Regions from separate parts of the Sus scrofa genome. Here region 2 is linked to region 1. Evidence: chromatin contacts called from public HiChIP or PLAC-seq data. All regions are on one chromosome and are shown on one strand. Each heading gives the region's core, a stretch centred on a gene start, on an enhancer-like site or on the middle of the called end of the contact. The rest is flanking DNA. Distances are from core to core; before and after follow the strand shown.

Evidence for each region. HiChIP or PLAC-seq counts read pairs in DNA pulled down with a chosen protein or histone mark.
Region 2: an H3K27ac HiChIP or PLAC-seq map of skeletal muscle shows a contact between it and region 1. The contact joins the promoter of TTLL11 here to the promoter of LOC110256218 in region 1. A contact is called at or near these places in 1 of 47 Hi-C or Micro-C datasets (skeletal muscle) and 1 of 2 datasets of contacts at active chromatin or transcription factors (skeletal muscle).

What each region holds. Positions count from the first base shown.
Region 1 is chr1:262,164,773-262,169,387 of Sscrofa11.1, reverse strand. It overlaps LOC110256218, which reads right to left and starts at 2,907. Exons shown (of 2, transcript XM_021068344.1): 1 at 873-2,907. The coding sequence starts at 1,889. The region is part of intron 2 of TTLL11 (tubulin polyglutamylase TTLL11); the gene reads left to right.
Region 2 is chr1:262,201,577-262,206,182 of Sscrofa11.1, reverse strand. TTLL11 (tubulin polyglutamylase TTLL11) reads left to right here and starts at 1,432. Exons shown (of 11, transcript XM_021068337.1): 1 at 1,432-2,334; 2 at 2,337-2,638. The coding sequence starts at 1,932. It overlaps LOC110256220 (a long non-coding RNA gene), which reads right to left and starts at 1,943. Exons shown (of 2, transcript XR_002337477.1): 1 at 1,871-1,943; 2 at 101-1,432.

The sequences.
Region 1 (4,615 bases), core at 1,658-4,157:
CCTTGTTCAAAAGAAATTTGTGCTCCCATCTTGGTCAGTAAGTCTCTACCTAAGAGGGGTGCTGGGCACTCAGGTATGACCAGAAACGAGTGGGTTACCCGTCCCACTCCCAAGTCAACTGTTCTTCGGGTAGTCCATGGATATTGTTGTTGCCCTGTGGCACCCATCACCCAGGATTTTTTATCTTTTAGTTTTCCTAATGGCTGTAGTAGCACTGAATGTTTCGCTCCGGTATCAACCAGAAACTCAACTGGTTGCCCCTCCACCTTTAAAGTTACCCTGGGCTCGGGGAGGGGGTCCGAACCCCGTCTTCCCTAGTCTTTATCTTCTTCCAGAGCTAAGACCTTCAGTCCTTTGTTTCCCTTCTTGGGGCAGTCCCTTGCCCAGTGTCCTTTTTCTTTACAATATGCACATTGGTCCTTGTCGAGTGGGGTCCTATTGCCCAGGTTCCCTGACTGTCTAGGGCCTGACCTAATTTTCCTAAAATCTCTCTCTCTTTCCCTATTGCTTTTCCCTTCAACCACTGCAGCCAAGATCTTAGTCAAATTCTTCTCTTGCCGTTTATTACGTCTTTCCTCCCTTTCCTCTCTTTCTCTCTCTTTTCTTTGTTCCCTTTCTTCTTCTGTCTCCCTTTTGTAATACACTTTCTCTGCCTCCTTCACTAGATCATGTAACTCAGCCTCCTGTAACCCTTCCAGTCTCTGAAGCTTCTTTCTGATATCCAGGGCTGACTGTCCTATGAAGGCCAGAGCCACTGAGGCTTTCTGAGCCTCCGAGGTAGGATCAAAAGGGGTGAACCGCCTGAAGGCTTCCATGAGCCTCTCAAGAAAAACTGAGGGAGGTTCATTCGGTCCCTGCATCACCTCTCTTACCTTAGCCAAGTTAGTGGGCCGTCTTGAGGCGCCCCGGAGACCCGCCACCAGAGCCTGGCGATAGATTTTCAAGCTCTCCCTACCTTCAGCCGTGTTGTAGTCCCAACCGGGGCGAGTCAAGGGAAATCCCATGTCAATCTCATTTTGCAACTGCGTGGGTCGCCCGTCGGCCCCAGGAACATTTTTTCTAGCCTCTAACAGAATTCTCTCTCGCTCCTCGGTTGTGAAGAGTGTCTGCAGCAGCTGTTGACAATCATCCCAAGTAGGCTGGTGAGAGAACATAAGGGACTCCACCAACCCCGTGAGGCGTTGGGGATCCTCCGAGAAAGGGGGATGGTTAGTTTTCCAATTATAGAGATCTGCAGAAGAAAAGGGCCAATACTGGAGGGGCTGCAATTGGCCCCCCGGTATGGGAGGGCCGTACGTGCGCAGCGGTAATGTCGCGATCTCGTCTGTCCGCTCCGGGGTGGCGCCCCTCCGGCTCCGAGTCCCTGCAGCAGGTCCCTCCACCGCCGGAGCTCCAGGAGGGGCAGAGGGTCCCCTCGCAGCACCCTGTGCCGGATAAGGGGGTGGGGGAACAGATTGGGGTTCCGGCCAAGCCGGCGGCTCCTCAATCTCGGGGTAGATATGAGGAGAGGGCTTGACTTTTTCAGCCGAGTGTTTGTTTTTCTCTCCAAGAGCCAGAATTCGGGGACCTGGCTTTCTTGGCTTATTCAGCCAAGGTTTAACCCATGGCGGAGGATCCTCTGCCAAATCTTGCCACGTAAGGATATAGGGCTCCTGATCGGGATGAGAGCCGGGTCCAGTCTGAAAAATAATTGCTTTAACAGCCAGGATAATCTCAGAATTAAAGGTCCCCTCTGATGGCCATCCAACATCGAATGTCGGCCATTCAGAGACACAGAAAGTCTGCCAAGGTCCCTTCTTAACCTGAACTGACAAATTATGAGCCCTGGATTTAACTTCAGTCCAATGGTCGAGAGTCAAACTAAGAGGGGTCGTCACCGTCTGTCCCATATTAAAACTGTAGACAAGGACGCACAAGACAAAGACACACAAAACAGAAACCAACAGATCCAGACACACGCGACCCGTCCGCGTCTTCCACAAGCAGGCAAAAGAGTCGGACGGCCGCGGAGGGGGAAGCTTTCGCTTCAACAACAGAACTCGGTCCTCTGACCGACAGAAGGAGACCACCAGGCGTCCCTGGCTCTCCCCACCTCCCGGGGCGTCCCCCAGGGTGGCAGCCTGTGATCCTCCTAGCACGTCTGCTGATCACAGTCCCCCAGTCCTTACGGTCTGAGAGGACAGCTGCAAACCGAAAGCGCGCATCACCGAAAACAGACACTCAGAACAGAGACGCCAGCCGACACACACACTCACACGTTCCAAAGGGGATCCCTTTACCTCCAAGTCGGTTCTCGGGTGTGAGGGGTAGTCGCGGGTTTCCCGGCCAACGCACCAAACTGAAAGGCCAGTCGAGTTAAAATCCCTCTCGTCCTGACTCGGAAGAGGCGACACCCCAAATCACTCACGAGAAGCGGTCTTGATGCAAACAGCAAGAGGATTTTTATTCCGAGCGCGCTGGGGCCCACAGTCGTACGCCACGCAGGGGTAGAGGACTGCGGCCCCGAGTGTGGAGTCGGGACAGCTTTTATGGGGTTCACAACAAAGCCCGCGCTTTTACAAACTAATCATTTTTAAAATATCGCAAACCAGTCAATTCAAAACTTCGAGAGCCCGCGCTTTGTGGACCAATTAATTTTAAGTTGTTCTGGAGTTACATGTTTGTGCCTGTCTCTGGGTGGGGGAGACATATTGTCACCAAGATATATTTATCAGGATTTTCAACATTTTGTGGCACGCCCGATCTTACTGGGGTCCGTTAGGCAATTGACTTCTCCTCTTTTTATCTTATGCAAGCAGGTTTACAGAAGCCAAACAAGCAGTTAGGAGCAGTTTCAAGAAGTTTCAAGCATAGAGGCACATACTCAGGGGCCTGTTTTTCCCCTTCCACAAAGTTTTGTACAGAGCAGAAAGCAAGCCCTAAAACAGCAAAAAGTATGATCTTTTACCTATAGGGAACAGGGTCTGGAATTCGAGGGCATTTAGAGCTTCTTATTAACTTCCTGGGTTCTGGGAGAGTCAGGTTGCATTTTCATCCTTTCAGTAGGACCTGGGGAATCTTTATTTTTTTTTTTTAACAAGCCCCCTTGGGCCAATTCTGCGCAGCCGAGCTGGGGAAACACTGAGTAGCGTGGCTGGGAATTAGGTCCTCCTGGTGGGCTGTTCTCTTTCGATTTGGAGCACAGCCGGTCATTGGATTACAGTGGAAGGAACATGAGTTCTGGAGTCAGAAAGCACGGGACTCAAAACCCCAGTCTGCCCAATGATAAATTGTGCCATCTCGGGCCCATGACTGAACGTTTGCATCATGAGGTGTCTGCTGCCGTCTTCTCTGCCTAGAAACAGGAAATTGTTTCCCTTTCTCTCCCACCTCTTCTTGGCTCCTTTGTCCTCTTATGCTTCATCTCTCCAGTGCTTTCCCTGACGCCCCCACACTGGCTCACTCATAATTATTTTTGTAATCATTTTTAAGTGTCTGGCGTTCCCCACTAGACGCTGAGGTGCATGGCAGCAGGAGCCATAACTCTGTTTAGTCCTTGTGAATATTATGTTTAGTATTTATCATTTTAGCATCGTGACTCATGTTTGTTATGGCATGCCCAGCCCCTAGCGAAGCGTGGTGTGAGTGATCTCTAAGCTCCACTTCCCTCACCTGTAAAAATGGGCGAATACAGTCTCCCCTGGGGTATTGGGAGTGAGCATGAGAGCAGTTGGTAAACAGTAGGCATCTACTAAATGTTAGTTTTTGCCCTCCTTTGGAGCACCCACTCAGGAGTACTGGACGGAATAGAATGATTATAACCGAGGCATTAAAGCTGCTGGACACCTGATTCTAAACAGTTTTTAGTATTCTCATTCTTGAGGTTTTAGAATTTAGTCTTCTTTCCTCTCCAAGTCCAAAGACTCTTACACCAGACTTTAAACTTTGTTCTGGTGACCCGGTGAGGTCTCTAATAGTTTTACCTGATTTCCTGTGGGTAGCGTATCTTGAAGCTTTCTTTATTCAGTTCAGTGCCGAGAATGAAAATGGTATAATTGTAGATTGAATTGAATTGAATATTTTAAAAAGATCATGGGTATTAGAATGGGTTTCAAAGGTAGTTTTGTGGAATCTCTTTTCCTGGGATTCTTTAGAAGAAAGTAAGAACAATGACTTGTGAAGATTTCTTCTAATCCTTTGCCTGTGAAACCCAGGCTGACATTATTAGGTGAACCAAAGCCAGGATTTTATTCCCTTCCTTACCAGCTAGGAATAGTTTTCAGATGTATGACTACCTTTCAGGTTTAAAGTACACTGAGAAGGGCTTGCTATTAATAGGCCCTTCCTCCCACACCGTGGCAGATGGAAGCTGCCCCAGTGCTAGGATGACCAACTGTCCCAGTTTGCCTGGGACTGAGAGGGCTCCAGGGGTGCTGGACTTTCAGTTTTAAAATCAGCACAGTCCTGGGAAAACTGGGATGAATTCATTGGTTGGCTGCCTGCGTCCTGTGCTGCAGGTCAACGGGAGATCTTGAAAGAGGGGCATATAAAACACAAGAGACTCTTCTACATTTTAAAAGTGGGGGACCAGGAGGCACTCTGTTTCCCTGAGCAAAGGCCCCTAGGCTTTAGCCCA
Region 2 (4,606 bases), core at 183-2,682, 38 kb before region 1:
CAGGGCAGAAACCAACAACAGGAATAAAAGCTGCCCACACCTCGGTCCCCTGAACTATCCCTTCCTGTCTCTTTCCCCGGAAATGGACTTGCTATAAGAGTTATAGAACAGCAATCAAGACACATTTTTATTAGAAAATTGTGTTTTCCAGTTATGAAAACAATGCACAGTCATCGTAGAAAACTGGGAAAACATAGAAAAGAATAAGGAGGAAAGTTGCCACCCTCAACTCCATCACCCAGAGCATCCACTATTAATAGTCTGGTATATTTGAATCCAGTGTTTTTTCTCTGCATGTAATTTTCTTGTAATCCACATAAGCTGAGGCTTAGTGCATATATCTTTTTAGTTATACATACATATACATGGATATGGACCATGTTTAAATACACGTGGCTTATTTTTGTGAACAAAGGCATGGTGTAGGGGTTAGTGTGGGTGTTGGGAGAGGGGTGCTAGTGTCAGACCACCCTGAGTTTGAATGCTGTCTTTGGGTAAGTGATTTCTTTTCTCTGAGTAGCAATTTCCTTCCCCATCTGTAAAATGTGGGAAAAAGAGGACTTACCCCACAGCTGTGGTAAACATTAAATGACACAACATATGCAAAATTAGTACAGCCCCTGGGACAGTGAGAATTCTCACTGATATCAGATTACCACGGAAATCTTAGTCTGACTTTCTGATTCTTAGCAGAAACCTCCAGAAATGAGATGGGTTACTGGGTCCAAGGGTAGGAAGAGCCTCCAGGTTGAAAGAGTTTGCCAAAACTGAGAGAAAAATTTCAACCAAGAGCGCATGTCTCCAGCACCACTGCTGTTCTCATTTGTCTCTCTGTTCTTCCAGGACCTGTTCATGCAAAACAGTCTTTAAGTATCACGATTATTACCAGTTCACGTAATGTTGCATCACCAGGATAATGTTTATCCTAAGTGGCTAAAGCTGTTATTGACATTTGCTATAATTCGCTTAAGTATTTAAGTATTTAATATCTGAGCAGTTTATTTTTCATTCATTCATTTGTTCATTCATTCATTCATTCATTCAAGAAATTGTTATTGAATGCCTACTGCCTGACAGGCACTGACTGGGCATTGGAATTTGCTGGTCAACTGGAACAGGACACTCCTTACTCACTGCATTTGGTCTTTAGCCAGTGAGACAGACCATTACAAGTAAGCAAACAAGTAAAACTCTGATTGAATAAGCTAGACACAAAGGGACAAATATTGTTTGATTCCACCTCTATCAGCTATTTAATAAAGCACACAGAGACAGTAAGATGGTGGTTCAGGGGCTGGGGGAAGGGGCATGGGGAGATATGGGTTAATGGGTACAGGGTTTCAGTTTGAGAAGGTGAAAAATTTCCACAGATGAATGATGATGATGATTGCACAACAATGTTATTATGTATTAATGCCACTGAACTCCATACCTAAAAGTGGGGAAAGTGAGACATTTTATGTTATGTTTGTTTTACCATAATTTAAAAACATGACATAATAGTTAAAGGAATGATTAATGTCTTCGACTCAACCACGAATCTTCAAAACTTCCCCATTCCATTGGGAGCTCCCTGAGAACCGGGATAAGTGTCTCCCCTCTCAGTCTGGGGCCTCTCCTAGGTCCAGAAAGGGATTTCTTCAAATCAGGAGCTGCACCTTGAGGGCCTGGCCTCGTCAAGTCCATCATCAGACTGAGGTGCTCCTTGACGGGGTCGTGCCTCCCTCCATCACACCAGGAGTTATCCCCGTGAGAGTGTATGGGGTGGGGAAAGGGAGCTTCTTGTTTGAAACTGATGTCTCTCAGTCCCAGCCCGGGCCTCACATGCGCCCAACGCCTTTCTACCCCCAGGTTCACCGCAGCTTCTCACCTCCAAGCTCTGCGCGCTGCTCAGGGTGGGCGGGCTGAGGACGCTTCCGCCCTCTTCCAATATGGCCGCCCCCGCCTCTGTGACAGGCCCGGTCACGTGGACAGCCTCGCCTATGAGGTCGCCGGGGCCTGGACGGCGATTGTCCCTTCCCGGGCCCCATCCCGAGTCGGCGACTGCCCTTGTCAACCGGAGCCTGAGCGATCATGGCAACGGGCTCGGGCGGGGAGCGCGTGGCGGCGGCTGCGGCGGCAGCGGCAGTTTGGTCGCGGGCCGGCGCGGCGGAGCGGCGGAGGCGCAGGCGGCGGCACTGGCGTTGGCACCGGCCGTGAGAGCCATGCTGCCGGGCAGCCCCGAGAGGGAGCTGACGGCCTGGTGGGAGGCGGAGGCCGTGGATGCGGCCAAGGCTCAGGCTGCGAAGGACCAGGTCCGTGTGGACCCGGGTGCGGCCGGGGAGCCGGAGCGCAAGGGGGGGAGGAGCAGCCCAAGGAGCCGGCTCCGGGGCCGCCCAGCGCGGCCGAAGAGGGCGATGCCCGCGTACCCCCGCGGCCCCCGCGAACGGTGCCGGTGTCCAGGCCGAAGCCAGCGCCGGCGCCGGCTCAGGGCCTCTGCCCGCACGGGAAGTCCAGGAGCAAGGGCCGCAGCTGCAAGCGGAGCTCTAACCGGTCCAATGAGTATTGCTCTCTGCGGCCCGTCACCGTGGACAGCTCCAAGGCCAGGACCTCCCTGGACGCCCTGAAGATCAGCATCCGCCAGCTCAAGTGGAAGGAGGTGAGGCCCGGCCCGCCGCGTGGGCACAGGGGGGTGGACTGGACTGGCACAGAGGGTCCGGCCGGCCCAGGCCAAGTCTGAGAGCCAAGCTTCAGCTGTGCGCTACACTTGTCAGCCGCAAACTTCTCATCCTTCAAAGCCTAGCCCCCAAGTCACTTAACTCAAGTTGGCTTCAGACCCCTCCGGGTTAAGTTAGCCATCCCTTCCTCTGGCTTCGCTGCAGCTCCATGGTCTCCAGCCATCAGCACTTGGCTCCCTGCATTGTAGATGTTTCTTTATATGTGTGTCTCCTCTACCAGTTTGCGAGTCCCCGGGGCCCTGGACCCTCTTTCACTTCCTATTAAGTTGTAGTTACTTAGCATTTACTATGTGACTCTTGGGGCAGTTGAACAGTTTGTACTTTGGAGGTAGACAGGTCTAGGGTCACCACGCTGCCACTTAGCTGTGTGACCTTGAGCAAGTTGCTTCATCTCTTAAGCCTCTTTCCTCCTTTATAAAGTGAGGCTAATAATACCTATCTCATAGTTTTTTTAGTATCAGAAGACTCACTGCTTATTGTCGTATAGCCCAAGTATGCAATAAGTGCTAACTAATGTTACCGGCCACTCCTCTCTTTCTTCCCACTTCACCATCGCTGTCATGAGTGCAGGCACTGTATTTTGTGTTCCAAGGCTTGGCATACAGCAGGTGTCAGGAAGTGGTGGGTGAAAGGCAAATAAAGGAATGGGTTATTTGTCCCTGACCCACAGGGGGCTGGGATGATGCACCAGTGAAATCCAGAGATATCAGTTGCAGTTGGCTGAGTGGATAAAGCCATTTGACTTGATTTGCAGCATCTAAGGTGATTTAATGTGCTTTCTGGAGCGTCAGGATTGTGGTTTAGGGTGGTTGAATCTGGAGACTTAGACGAGATGATGTGCAGCTGGCAACCTGAGGACACAGGCACTTAGCTCTGGGCCTTGGTTATGGTAGATGTTCAGGAAGGGCTGAATGAAGTGGGAACATGCAGAGAGATGGCCACAGAAGGGATTGGTCAGAGGGTTGCTGTCCCAGCAGAAGGAGTCATGTGGTTTGGAGGGGAGTCAAGAATCAGGCAGGACATGGAGTTCCTGCTGGCACAGTGGGTTAGGAATCTGACCGCAGCCACTCGGGTTACTGTGGAGGTGCAGGTTTGATCCCTGGCCCCAGCGCAGGGGTTAAAGGATCTGGTGTTGTCGCAGCTGTGGCTTGAATTCGGTGTCTGTCCAGGGAACTTCCATGTGCCACGGGTGCGGACATTAAAAAAAAAAAAAAGAATCAGGCAGGGCAGATTCCAGGTAGGGATAGGTTAGCCATTGGGAAAGTCTAATTCCAGGAGGTCTCAGGGATGCTTATTTATTTTCATATTGGGGCTTGGGATTCAGGGGAGGATTTTTATGCCTATGAAACTTGGAGAAAGTGAGGGAGGCTCCCAGGACTAGGTGTCTGGATCCTGGACAGGATCTTGGGTCTAGGCCAGAAATATGAGACCCAGAACAAGATGAACCTGGAGAGCTTGTCAGTACCTTCATCCTAATGAAGGGAGGATCCAGGACTGAGACCAGACCACAGAGTTAGAGAAGGCTGATTGGCCCAGGCAGGGCCTGTGCTTGGCTTGGTCCTGTGGGAGAGAGGGACACGAAGCTGCTCAGATGGCAAGAAATGGAGCCACGTGGATGCAGAAATCAGCAGACACACACGCTGGCTCAACTTTGTTCACTCCTTCTGTGAGTCTGTCATGGATGCTGGGCCCTGAGAATCAGAGATGCTTAGGATATAACCCTGGCCCTCAAGGACCTCCTGGTTCAGTAGGAGACAAGACACAAGGAAGGAAATCATTGCAGTAGTTACAGGGCCTGTGCTACTGCTTCCTGAAATGCTCTTTCTCCAGCTTTTTGCATGGCTTCCTCTGTCCCTCCATACCTCTGATTAAATGCTACCTCCTTAAAG